Linked DNA regions of Mus musculus: region 1 is linked to region 2. A link is a contact called in public Hi-C data. All regions are on one chromosome and are shown on one strand. Each heading gives the region's core, a stretch centred on a gene start, on an enhancer-like site or on the middle of the called end of the contact. The rest is flanking DNA. Distances are from core to core; before and after follow the strand shown.

Region 1 (7,313 bases), core at 4,626-7,125, 1.1 Mb before region 2:
GTAGGACACAGCACCCTTCACGGTTCCTCCAGCTTCTTCATCTATCTCACCCAGCATCAGCCAGTGTGCCCTGGGTCACAGCTAAAAGACTACTCTAGAATACAATAGTCTCCGGTGTTTAGTTGGAGAGCAGAAACTCACAGGGAGAAAGATCTTCAGAAAGGTCTCCACGTGATTTACAAAATCCCACGTGGAAATTGATGGGCTACTTTAATGTACACCATCTTACTGATATTCACAGCCTGGGGTTGGAGATAGAGGCGATCATCTCATTTTAAAAGTAAGGAAACTGAGGTTCAGGTAACCGCCCACACTTTGGGCAGTTGTCCTTTAACAGTTTGTTTATTGTTGTTGTTGTTGTTGCTATTAATTAGTGCATTAGTGCTTTGCCTGCATGTACATATATAATGGTGCCAGTTCCTGAAACTGGAGTTACCGAGAGTCACGGCGCTATTGGCTTTTCTCTTGTTGTTCTTGTTCTGTTTTTATGTGGCACTGGGAATCTAACCTTTATCCCTCCCCTCCCCCTCCTCTCCCCCTTCCCCTCCCCCTCCCCCATTTTAAAATTAATTCAAACCACTCACACAACTGCAAGAAAACTACTCAGCTCCAAGCATTCCATACTCACCTTTACATTTTTTTTTATTTTACTTTTTTTATGTCTATGAATATTTTACCTTCGTGTATGTCCGTGCACTTCGTGCATGCCTGGAGTACCGGGAAGCCAGAGGAGGGTAGAGATGGAACCCCAGAACTGATACTGTGAGTTGAAATGTGGGTGCTAGGAATGGAATCCTGGCCTTTTGGAGAAGTCGGTGTTCTTAGCTGCTGAGTCATCTCACCAAGTCCCATAAAAAATTATTTATGTGGGCTGGTGAGATGGCTCAGTGGGTAAGAGCACCCGACTGCTCTTCCAAAGGTCCGGAGTTCAAATCCCAGCAACCACATGGTGGCTCACAACCATCCATAACAAGATCTGATGCCCTCTTCTGGAGTGTCTGAAGACAGCTACAGTGTACTTACATATAATAAATAAATAAATAAATCTTTAAAAAAAAAATTATTTATGCTTATTCATGTATTTGTGTGTGTGCTTGCATTGCCATGACCTGAGTGTAGAAGTTAAATAATGGGCTAGAGAGATGGGTCAGTGGTTGAGAGCAGTGGCTGCTCTTCCAGAGGTCCCAGGTTCAATTCCCAGCAACCACATGGTAGCTCACAACTGTGTAACTCCAGTTCTAGGGGATCTGATGCCCTCACATATATGTAGATGTGGACAAACCACGAATACACATAAATTTTTTAAATTTTATTTTATTTTTATTAGGTATTTTCCTCATTTACATTTTCAATGCTATTCCAAAAGTCCGCCATACCCACCCCCCCCCCATCCACTACCCACCCACTCCCCCGTTTTGGCCCTGGGGTTCCCCTGTACTGGGGCATATACCGTTTGCAAGTCCAATGGGCCTCTCTTTGCAGTGATGGCCGACTAGGCCATCTTTTGATACATATGCAGCTAGAGTCAAGAGCTCCGGGGTATTGGTTAGTTCATAATGTTGTTCCACCTATAGGGTTGCAGTTCCCTTTAGCTCCTTGAGTAATTTCTCTAGCTCCTCCATTGGGGGCAGTGTGACCCATCCAATAGCTGACTGTGAGCATCCACTTCTGTGTTTGCTAGGCCCCGGCATAGTCTCACAAGAGACAGCTATAACTGGGTCCTTTCAGCAAAATCTTGCTAGTGTATGCAATGGTGTCAGCGTTTGGGCGCTGATTATGGGATGGATCCCTGCATATGGCAATCACTAGATGGTCCATCCTTTCGTCACAGCTCCAAATTTTGTCTCTGTAACTCCTTCAATGGGTGTTTTGTTCCCATTTCTAAGAAGGGGCAAAGTGTCCACACTTTGGTCTTCGTTCATAAAAATTTTTAAAAGAACTTAATGGACAGTCTGTAGATGTTCACTCTGTCCTTCTGCCACCTGGGTTTCAAGAACAGAGCTCCCATCGTCAGGCTTGGCAGCAGGTGCCCTTACCCAGCCATCTCGCCGGCCCCACAAACCGAAAAGATGTTGCTGCATTCTCTATTGTCCTAACCCACTGAGCATGGTGAGAGGTGATGCAACACAGTAATTGTGAGGGTGTGCTCTGTATTTAGCCAGTCCAACCTCCTTTACTCTATCATTGCCTCCCAAACACTTAAAATGTCTACCTACAAAGTTCTCCCATTTCAGAAAAAGACTTGACCCAATTCTTCAGTTGTGGGCCTCTTTGAACTCAATTTTCCAAATCTGGAAAAATGGGAATATTAATATTCTTCCTAGGGTACTGACACAGGTGCTTTATATAAATTAACTCCACAGTACCTGGGACACAATTTAATATTTAATTGGTATAATATACACTATAAACCATTATATATTATAGCATATCATATAATATATAAGCACACACATATACAGATACACATACACACACACACACACACACACACACACATATATATATATATGATTAGGATTAAGTGAGGAGATTGCCGACTAGATTAGTACCAAGCTGGTCCTCTAAACACTACTGTCCACCCCAATCCTCAGAATGTGGACTAGTTTGGAATAGGGTCTTCGTAAACATCATGAGTTAAGATGAGCCAAGCACAGGGGTACATGCTTATACATCCACCTATTGTGATTTCCAGGCCAGCATGGTCTATATAAAGAGACACCAGCTCACAAAAGAAAACAGTCATAGTGCTCTCTAAGTCCCATATGTCTAAGTGTCTTTATGAAAGAGGAGGACATATAGAAAGAAATACTGAGGCAAAAGGGAAGGCGGCCAGGTCGAGATAGAGGCAGACACTGGGGTGATGCAAGAGCCAAGAAGTGCCAGGGAGTGCCTGGAGCCACAAATCAGGAGACAGTCATGGGATGGGTGTCTTCACAGCCCCCAGAAGGACACAACCTGTCAACAACTGCTTGAAGACCTCTGGCCTCCAGACAGAGAGAACATGCTGTGTTGTTCTAAGCCGCCCACTCGGTGGTGATTTGTTAACAACAGTTTATGACAGGGCAGTGACCAGACCTGGGTTTGTTGTCTTCATTTCCAGTATAACCTCTTTTGCTCTACCATGGCCTTCCAGGCCAGCAACAAACACTTAGGACATCTACGGTGCATTTGCCAATTGAGGAAAAAAGGGGGAAAAAATTGACCCAAATTGCAATCTTTTAGTACTTAAATGACATGAAGTCGTTGCCGGAACACGGGAACCATTTAATAAATATTAATGGACAAGCTGATTACACCAAATACCCCAGAACGCGGTGGACCGTGTTTACCTATTCAAGACATTGTGAGCCTATTTTCTCGCTCTACGTGCCAAGGACCCTAAGCTTATTTACAAGTTTTCCACATTAAGTCATAAGGTTCCAGAACTCACAGACACCGTTGAAGGCTGAAGGTTATCTGAGGCGCAGAGCCCTGCCTGTTCACTACCCCAGGGGTGATAAGTTGAAAGCCATCTAAACATTCTCAGGACTCTGAGTCTTACAAGGCAAGGATGACCTCATCCTGTTGAGCTTTTCTACCCTGGCTCAGGAATGGGCTTAAAGGAACCCGGAGCGTCCGTCCGGAGCTGCTCGGTGCTGTAAAGGATGTGGGTCACATGGTACTGTTTCCATTAGGTCAGCTTTGGAGTAGAATGGGTGGTGGTGGATTAATAGCTACAAAGGGAGGGAGAGGAAGGCTGGGCGAGCTGATTCACTGGAGCAAATCTTGGAGTGAGTCAGAATCCAGCAGAAAAATAGCCTGTTGTCCCACATCTGCCTCATTGTCTGGCAATGAGACACTTCCTCCGTGCATACCCACAGGCAAAGCAAAGGAAGGAGGAGGAAATGGATTCTTTTCAGGCTCCGTGGTACTATTCCTATACCTAATACTGTGACTTTAAATCACTTCGGACATTGTGTCCTATTCTGAGAGGTCTCCTTTGGCCATGGTGGTCTGCAGCACACTGTGTGGCCAAGAAGGATCTCAAATTCCTGCTTCTCCTCTGCCTCCATCTCCCACAGGATGGGATTTACAGGTGTGCACACCCTATCCAACAAGGCTGTCTTTCTGAATACAGAGCATGCTGTCTTTGCGAAACTCTTAGTGCTCTAGGTCATTGTTCCACAAGCACGGGGGCTGTACTGTAGCATCTCTGCATGCTGTCTCCAAGCCTGCAATGGAGTTGCTGGCTTTACTCTGCTGCTATGCTAATCACCACCCTTCCCTCTCAACAGGCCCCCCCACCACCCCCACCCCCACCCCCCACCCCCCCCCACCCCCGGTGGAAACTGGTGGCTGGTTAGCAGACTGTGGCACAGATTTGGTGTTATTCTTGTCATTTTTCTTTTCCAGTTCTTAACTCTATAGCCTTCCTCCGGTTCTCTTGGTTTCTTTGACTTCGTCTTCTCATCTTAATTTCTTACAGTGCTATCCACATTGCAGGGTAAGACAGTCTTCCCACACAGCACTGACACAGATAGTATATGGATGAACGAAGCGCTGTGTGGACAAGAAATACTGTTTGACTTCCTCTAAACCGTGATTACTTGGGCTGGGTATCTCTTTACCCAGACTGTAAACTGTACCTGTCTCGAGGGCTGTTTGCCTAGGGCAGTGGTTCTCAACCTTCCTAGTGCTACTGTCCTTTAATACAGTTCCTCATGTTATAGTGACTCCCTCAAACATAATTACGCTGCTACTTCATAACTGTAATTTTGCTGTTCTAGATTGTAATGTAGATATTTTTATAATGGTTGTCTAGGGGGTCGTGACCCACAGGTTGAGAACCATGAGCAGAGGGCTTTTTGTGTGTGTGTGTGTGTGTGTGTGTGTGTCCCTAATAGTCTCTTGCTGAATATTGTGAAAATTAGGAATAATGTATTCCGCGTAATATGTTACTTGTGCACTCAAATACTTGAGTTCTTATATGTACGTGTTACAAGTTCTTTAAAGCAATGCGGCTATTTAAACAGTTCAGTCACTTGTGGTGCTGAAGTGCAGGCTATGTATGGTAGAGTGCAATCTCTTCCCTCCAGGTCTTGTTTCTATCACTAAGATCTGCATTCCTGTGCTCAAGAGGCCAGCCATTTCCCCTCATCCTACTGTTCCGTTTCGGCTTCGTTACAAATGCATGGTCCACGGTATGACGGGGCCCAAACATATAAAATAGCCCCCCACATACATGAATGGCAAGCACAGTGTGGGGAAACACCAGGTAAGTTTGCAGCTATTTGGCTTTGCCCTGAAAGGCAAGTCGGTAGGGGTTATGCTCTCTACCAGGTGCTTCCACCCCAGCGTCTCCCTTTGTGTACATAGTGTGATGTGGTAAAGAAGATGGTCTTGCGCCCTTGCTTTCCAGCACCACACCCAAGGGGGAGAGAGAGAGAGAGAGAGGGAGAGAGAGAGAGAGAGAGAGGGGGGGGGGGCAAAGAAGACACGTTACTAGGTTTTCAATACTAATTCGAAAACAAACGCTAAAACTCACTTCTTTTATTCACATTTTAGATAAACCCTCAATTAAGCCACCACAAGGTGTTCCCAGGGTCCTGAAAAGTTGCAGAACCCGGGCGGAGACCAGAGCGAGCACAGACTCCAGCGGACCAGAGGAGGGTACTTCCTCCCGGAAGTGACGCCAGCTCAATCCCAGCCTGGCTCTCCCAAACAAAAGGGATCTTGCGGCCCCAGGAGGAGCCGGGATGACTTTGGAGAAGCCCCGCCTTCAGGCGGCGAGGATTGGTTTCAGAGCCGCAAGGGTAAAGCTATGATTGGCGAGGGTATCTGCCTGTCACTGCCGCCGGCGGGTAAGGGGCGGGTCCTGGGAGGCTGGGGATGGGGAGCGGGCGGCGGAGGCGGCGGCGGGGAAGGATCCCGGAGCGCCGAGGCCAGGTACGGAGCGTGGGCTCGGGGCTCTGCGGTGCCGGGGGAGCCGGGTCTCCGAGAGAGCCTCCTGGCCCGGAGCGTGAGTGGCTTTCAGCAGAAGTCCCTGTCGGGGTAGGGATGGTCCCCCTAGGGGGCGGGGCCGCCGCCTCCAGATCCCGGGATTCCCCAAGGAGGCGTCGCGGCATCCTCCGGGGTCTTTACGATTGTTCATTGTCTCTCGCTAGCCTCCGCCCCTCAGCAGGGGTCTCCTCCTGACCTGTCTCACTCTAGGTCGCCTTTTGCCCAGCCCTAGCCTCAGAGTGGTACTGGTGGGTACCGTTTTCTAGGCTGCAGCCCCCACCCCTATATTGGATCCCTGCGAATTCAGACATCCTTTCCCACATCTGTCCCTGCTGGCAAGCGTGGGTCCAGAACTAGGGTTCTGTATAAGATTTAAACACACACACACAAACCAGCGTTTTCCTTATGAGGGATGGGCGAGGGGGAGAAAAAAAGACGAAACCCAGACAGACACCTCCAACAGCCAAAGCGGCCTTTCCCCCTCTTTTAGCTCTTCCCATCCCCCAGCCTGTGATTGCTCCTACAGCCTCCCCAGATCCTGTATTCTCTTTCTGAGTGTTGAAAGCTCCCCGGCTTAAATTATACATTATCTTCTTCCCATCGCCCTTTGTACCTTTCTTGCCCTTTCTGTTTCTTTTGGGAGAAACCAGCTTTTAGGGGCTTTTTAGGTTTGAGTTGCCTTTCGATTTTGCTTTCTACCCGGTTTCTTCTCTTGAGAACTTAGTAGGGAAGCATCCGCATATTTCATAGCAAGGTGGGTGTGTTAGCTTTCAGCAGAGCTGGCCTTGTGTGGGTAGGAATGCAGTGTGTATTGTTTGACAGTCACTGAATAATACCATATTTTCAAATGAAATGGTGCCGAGGAGTCAGTAAATGCCTTTGCAGAAGGAGTCCCCATCTCCCAATTTGGAGTGGGCTGGTCCGTTGCTCAGGGAAACTGCAGTTAACCTTGAAGGTGTATGGCAGGTTGAAACAAAAGACAGGAAGTATTTGAACAAAATTCAGGTTCAGTTGGCTAGGTTTATAATTAATCTGGTCCTGTGGCCTCTGAGTACTGTCTCACCCCTCTTTTATAGTGGGATTTTACCCTCAAAGGAAACGAATATACATGTAATGTGGTGGTGTCTAGCACACCATCATCATCAACCAAAATTTAAAGCATTAAAATAAAAGGTACTTTTCAGTTTCAGAGAGAAGGGCAGATAAAAGCCTTGGGAATTCAATTTTCACGTCTCTGTAGAGTCCCTGTAAAGATCTACTAAAGTCTTTGGCATTTTAGCAGTTGCAAAGTACAAATGATTTTGTCCTGACATTAATGTCATTGAATCTCC
Region 2 (6,903 bases), core at 4,146-6,645:
TAAACTGAGGGAAAAGCAAGCAACAGGGAAAAGCAAACATGAAAGTATTTGCAAACCAAACAATGAATAAAGGAATTGTACCTGTCATATACAAATAATTCTCAATAAAAAGTTCTTAAAATAATTTTTAAAACAGTATGATTAGAAAATTGGCACCAAAAACAAATACAAAAACAAAAAAACAACTAAACAAACAAAAAACACCAAGAAACAAATTTTACCAATGAGGCTCTATAAATGACAAGAAAAGTTGGTTAATATTACTAGCCATGAGACCATAAGATTATCAGCTCACAGCTACTGAAACTGCTAAAATAAAAATAGTTACAACATCAGATATTAACAAGAATGTAAAAAAAAAAAAAGAATTATTAAGTCACTATCGGGAATGTAGAGAGTACACTTAGGAAAAGAGTATGGCAACATGGTAAAATAAAAACAAGCCACAGACATATACTCACCACATGACCTAATAAAAGCATTTCAAAATTTGCTTCCAAACAAAATTCTGAACAGGAAGCTTTATTTCTAATAGCCCCAAACTAGACACCAAAGAAATCGTCCAAAAATCACTGTGTATGTGTGTGTGTATATATATATATGTGTATATATATATATATATATATATATATATATACTCTTGCTGAGAATATCCAGTAGTGGAAACGTGAGAGCCGTTACCATATACACCACATGGACAATCTCGGAGACACCAGACACTATGCCCCTCCTTAGAAGTGGGAACAAAACACCCTTGGAAGGAGTTACAGAGACAAAGTTTGGAGCTGAGATGAAAGGATGGACCATGTAGAGACTGCCATATCCAGGGATCCACCCCATAATCAGCATCCAAACACTGACACCATTGCATACACTAGCAAGATTTTATCGAAAGGACCCAGATGTAGCTGTCTCTTGTGAGACTATGCCGGGGCCTAGCAAACACAGAAGTGGATGCTCACATGCTAATGGATGGAACACAGGGCTCCCAATGGAGGAGCTAGAGAAAGTACCCAAGGAGCTAAAGGGATCTGCAACCCTATAGGTGGATCAACATTATGAACTAACCAGTACCCTGGAGCTCTTGACTCTAGCTGCATATGTATCAAAAGATGGCCTAGTCGGCCATCACTGGAAAGAGAGGCCCATTGGACACGCAAACTTTATATGCCCCAGTACAGGGGAACGCCAGGGCCAAAAAGGGGGAGTGGGCGGGTAGGGGAGTGGGGGTGGGTGGGTATGGGGGACTTTTGGTATAGCATTGGAAATGTAAATGAGCTAAATACCTAATAAAAAATGGAAAAAAAAAAAGACTAATGAGCTAGCTTCAAAAGACCCCGAATATACAATATTCTCAAATAACAAAATTATAGAGATAGACTGGTGGTTGTTATTGGGTAGAAACAGAAGAGAGGGTAGGGAGACAGTGCCTAAGGATATGAAGGGAAGTCCATGAGAGATGTTTCTGGAGAGTTTTGTGCCTTGTTTACAATGGTGGTTTCACAAATCTACATATGATAAAATGGCACAGAAACACACACACACACACACACACACACACACACACACACGTCAGTTTTTTCCTGGTGTTGGTATTATACAATAGTTATATAAGATATAACCACTGAAGAAAACTGGAAAAGGAAAAGGGCTTCTCTATGTTATTTTCTGTGAATCTATAATTACTACAAAGTAAATTGAAAGTTCCCAAAAGGGGCTGGTGAGATGGCTCAGTGGGTAAGAGCACCCGACTGCTCTTCCGAAGGTCCGGAGTTCAAATCCCAGCAACCACATGGTGGCTCACAACCATCTGTAACAAGATCTGACTCCACTCTTCTGGAGTGTCTGAAGACAGCTACAGTGTACTTACATATAATAAATAAATAAATCTTTAAAAAAAAAAAAAAAAAAAAGAAAGTTCCCAAAAATCTTAGAATAAGCAAAAGGACAAAATTCCTTTGTAAACAACAATCTACTTTATTAGAGGTGTTTACAGGACCAAGCACAATAATTAATAAATAAATAGATAGACAAATAAAGCAAGCTAGTTTGAACTGCCTCCCATGGGCCAAGCACTATTTTAAATGACTTCCATACACTGCCCCAACAATCCATATAACAACCATATGAATGAAAATACCTCAACCTCATTTTACAAACAGGAAAACTGGGGTTAAAAGGAGATTAATTTTTTATCTTGATCACACAATAAGTACTAGAACCAAAATTTACTTCCAGAGCCATGCCTCCTGAACCTGAAGATAATAAAAATAAACAAACTGTGATTTCTTTTTTTTACAAGTATTGGTCCAACTATTCAAAAAGCTTAAACTAAACAATATTAACACAGTTTATTGTATACAGAAGCTTCAGTGTGGGTCAGATATCCAGACCACTCCCGGACAGGTTTCCTCAAATATACCTGACCAGAGGGCGCAATTTCCCCCAGAATTTATACAGTTTGGGTATACAATCCAATCCTCTCTAAACCAGAAGTGAAAAGTGTTCAAATAGCCTGGTTTTACCCATTTCTCTTCTTCGTGTACTGGCAAAAAGCTGTACAGTCCAATGTAGTAGCCATGAGCTGTATGGAACATGTTGTATGTTACAGTAAGATAAAATTTCAGTTTCTCAGTCACACAGTCACATTACAAATCTTTAAGTGTCACATATGGCTACCATATTCGACAACATAGATATAGAATATTTGCATCATCTGAGAAAATTCTATTCATCAGCATTACAGAATTGGTTTTGATTTTAAAAGAACACGGGGCCTGTACAGTCTTCCGGGGCGCACACTGTGAATTACTACACGTGTCAGCACCACCCTCCCCCATAAAGGGGAACTGAGAGATCTCAGATCATTTCTAGTCAGCTTACTGACTGCCTCTGGAATGAGAATTGTCAAGGCAAAGGAGTGGAGAAAAGGAAGCAAGGGAAAGAAAGCCAAGCAGACTGCCAATAGTGATAAAGCTTTAACTAGCATTTAGGAGTCTCAGCTTTATGCCAAGGACACTAGTATTCTCTCCTACAGCACAAATTTAAAGAAAATGATTATTGAAATGTCCCTGTGGCTGTGTATGGACACACACCAGGGAGTATGAGGAAAAAGGGTAAAAATATAAGCTACTCCAATATGCAATTATTTTGAAAACTGGCATACCAGTCAGTTTGCCACAGTTATACTCCTAAAGATGGTATCTGGATACCACCAAAGAAAAATATAGATGCAGTTCTGTCCAGTGGAAAAGTGAAAACCTATTATTTCACCTAAACATACACACACACACACACACACACACACACACAAACTGGTTAGCATTGTGAGTAAATATATGGGAAAAATCCAAGACACTCGAAATTTTAGAATCAAAGACTAACATGTTAATAACTGGAATTACCCAGTATTCGAACACATTAGTGTGTTAGTATTTACTGATTATGACTATTATAAGTTATAAATATATACAAAGTATAAATATGGCATAACCAAAACCCTGCTTCATTTCTTCCATAAAGAATATAAATACATGCTACAAGTATCTGGCAATAGAAGACACCAATTTTGGCCAACCTAATTCATCTCAAAAGCACTCTTAGTCCTACTTTTTCTATGTGAAAAACCTTTAAAGACTGCTGGAATTGCAGAGATTCTCAAACAGTGCTCTGGCAAAATGAAATGAAACTAGAATCTACATCTGCATCTGCATCCTACTGCACGCTTCCTTCCCTTCAGAGATACGGTTGGTATACTTCCTAGACTCAGAGGGTGATAAAACCTTCCTCGAACCAATCCTAAACCATACTAACAATTAAAAGGGCTAATATTTTTTTTTAAAAAACTATTTTTACTACGTCTAGCTGAAAAATAAACACCGTAAATGATTTTTTTAACCTCGCCGAAGCTAAGGCAACCAGTAGTTGTGTAACCTCTTTAAGAATTCAAACTCAGAGCCCAGAGTCAAACCTGTAAATATGCTGGTGCCAGGAATGAGAAAAACTAAAGATTTCCAAGCAAGAGAACAAGAAGGGACTTTCAGTGACAAGCCTTTACTTCAGAAAGGGAGGTTTTAGTACCCCACCTACTAATCCGATGCCAAGCACTGCGCGGCGCGGAAACCCTGCCGAATTTGAAAATAAATGTTGCAAAGGCTCCGGGGGAACTGCAAACAGGGATGGAAACTGACAGCTCGGCCTCAGAGAGAAGCCTCAAGTAGGTCAAACTGTGGCAACCGCCTGCAATCCCGAGTCCACTCCAGTGGGCTCAGGGGAGTAGAGCGGCGTCTTTCAGTCCTAAAGGGGCGGGATATGGGCACTGAGACCTACAGCCCGAGCCCCAGCGGTTCGCCTGCTCTCACCTCTCTTGGGGGCCTTGATCAGAGGCACCCCTCCGCTCCTTTCGCCGTTTTCCTGCTTGTCCTTGTGCTTGAGATCGCCCGGAACGCAGGCGCCGGGGTCACCATCGGAGCCGCGGTGGTGATGGTGCTTGTGCCGCTCCTTGTGGCCCTTATGCTTGGGCCCGGCCGCGCTCACCGTCAGAGGCGAGAAGGTGAAGAGGGCCGAGGTGCCCGGGGCCGGGAGCGGGGCAGCGACAGTGGGCCCGGCGGGTGCCAGCGACGGTGGCGGCGGAGGCGGCAGGAGCAGAGGTTCAACAGGGCCCGGGACGGTTGGGGCGGCATTCGTTGGAGGCAGCGGCCCGGGATGTTGGCGGCTACGACGCCGCCGATGAGGGGGAGCGAGAGGGGGGTCCTGGCTCGGCCGCCCCCGCTTCTCCTGAGAACCCCCGCTGCTCGCCCGGCGCTGCCGCTTCACTCCCCGCGGCGAAACCCCAACATGGGGTTTCTCCTTCCCTTCTTTGTCCGGCTCCTCCTGCGCCGCCACCGCCCGTACTACGCGAACCGCTCCGACCTGCGCAGCCATTTCACCCACAAACACACATTTAAATGGCCCGACCGCCCCCCCGTCCGCGGTTCGCGCAAGCGCTGCCCGCGCATGGCCCGCTGGGCATTGGAGTCTCTCCCCCACCCTCCACTGATCGGTCGTTCTCGTAGACCTGAACATGCCGGAAACGGCAGTTCCGACACCTCTCCGCAGACCTCGCCAACCGAGCTTCTATTGTAAAGCACCCTGGACGCGCAAGGCCTTGCGGGAGTTGTAGTTCCACCGCCCTTCGCGTTCTTCCCCCTCCCCCTCCGCCCCCACTTTGCTCTCTGAGTGGAGGAGCGGAGGGGAGCGTGCGCCTAGGCACGCTTCGGGGTGCCACGCAACTGCCGCCCTCCGGCGAGTTGCCGCCAACCGCCCTAACCGCCCAAACAATGTTAATAGCTTTCAGAGTCTCGCCGTGTGTTCAGGCGCTCCACTTCCAGTGTTCCTCCTTCATCTTGCCCGGAGGTGGTCTCCATAGTGACTTTTCAATTTCGTATTTCTCCCCATAGCCTTTGTGAGGTAAAAGAATCTCCAGTTTACCCTTGACAAACCAGGAGGAAAAGAATTTCGGAATATGTAAAACGACGGTTTCGCTGTAGAACATTGTAAAGCTGCTATTCAGAAAAGAAAAAAAAAATTTTTTTGAAGCATTTCCTATAGCACTGCTGTGGCGACCGCTGCAGGCTCAAGGCAGGTGCAAATGTTGCCTTAGGCGTTCCCTGAGCGCAGCTCCGCCTTGCCAGAGTCACTTTTCCCTCCAATTCTTGGAAAGGTAGAATCCAGCATTTTTGTTGAACATACAGCTATAGTTAACAACAAAAAAAAATGTCTCGATAGAAATTTTTAATTTTTTTTCAACCCATACATATAAATTTGCAAATGTGAAAAGCGCTGTCAACCTGACACTGTTCGCCAGGAGATGGTGTTTACTCAGAAATCCGTTTTGAGTTTCATTACTTTAGCTTTTTACCTAGAATTGCATTTAAGTCCTTGAGAAAGCTATTTGGAAATAACCGACTACAATGATGTACTAGGCATATAAAAGACACTGTGGTTTAACACCACTAGTTCCCAGAGAAGTAACTTAGGCTGAGTGAACTTCTGTAATAAAAGTTATCGTTTAAAATAGAGAAGTTCTTGAACACCTACTGGGTATACATTGTACTACAATAAACAAGTAACAATACAGGTCAATTTGCCCTAGCATTTGGGTTTCCCAACAAAAAGTATTAAAGCGCAAATAATACTGTTGCTAGGCTGTATTTTCATAAGTAAAAATATTAAACTGATAGGGAAAGTAAAGCCAACCCTTTACAATAATAAAGAGCCATTAAATTATTTACTGTATAAAACTAGATTTGAAATATAATTTACTTAGAAGAATCCATAGTCATATAGAAATACATTTTCAAATCACCAGTACCTTTAAATGGTTGTGAACATAAATTCGTTTTATGTGGACACGTTTATCTATAGGGCCTTTTCTATGAAGAACACACTATCAAAAAAGAAAGTTAAAGTGCTAACAAAAAGTAACCGCTGTTGATTTTTTTTTCTTGAATTGGTAAGTGAATAACTGGGTAAACATACATACAGTTGGACACCTCATAGCAATACAGAAGTGATCACTGCCGTTATTTGTACATCATCTTTCCTTCTTTTACGCAACAATTGGGGAAATTGAGGAGATACACTCCGTTTAGACATTTAGTCATTTTCACAAGCAGTACTGCAAGCACAAAGGAAGGAGTGCTTTGTTTTCTAACTAAAACCTTTAGTCAGTCGTGATGGAGCACGCTTGCAATAGCAGCGGTCTGCAGCTTGGAGAAGGATCAATAGTTTGAGGCCAGCCTAGGGCTGCATAGCAAAATCTATTTTTTAAAGTTATTTTTAATATTAAGGCAGTGTATAAATTTAGTTGAAGGGTCGGAGAGACAACTCAGATGGTGAATTAAGTGCGTTTAACTACTTTTG

The links. Hi-C and Micro-C count contacts between places; a contact is called where the count stands out from the background.
Region 1: a contact with region 2 is called in a Hi-C map of muscle stem cells, with 4 times the contacts expected there. The contact joins the promoter of Cttnbp2nl here to the promoter of Rsbn1 in region 2. A contact is called at or near these places in 3 of 39 promoter capture datasets (hippocampal neurons, liver and pre-B cells) and 1 of 484 Hi-C or Micro-C datasets (muscle stem cells).

Annotation. Positions count from the first base shown.
Region 1 is chr3:105,051,515-105,058,827 of GRCm38.p6, reverse strand. It overlaps Cttnbp2nl (CTTNBP2 N-terminal like), which reads left to right and starts at 5,875. Exons shown (of 6, transcript NM_001163332.1): 1 at 5,875-5,928.
Region 2 is chr3:103,912,612-103,919,514 of GRCm38.p6, reverse strand. It overlaps Rsbn1 (rosbin, round spermatid basic protein 1), which reads right to left and starts at 5,395. Exons shown (of 8, transcript NM_001356556.1): 1 at 4,362-5,395. The coding sequence starts at 5,064.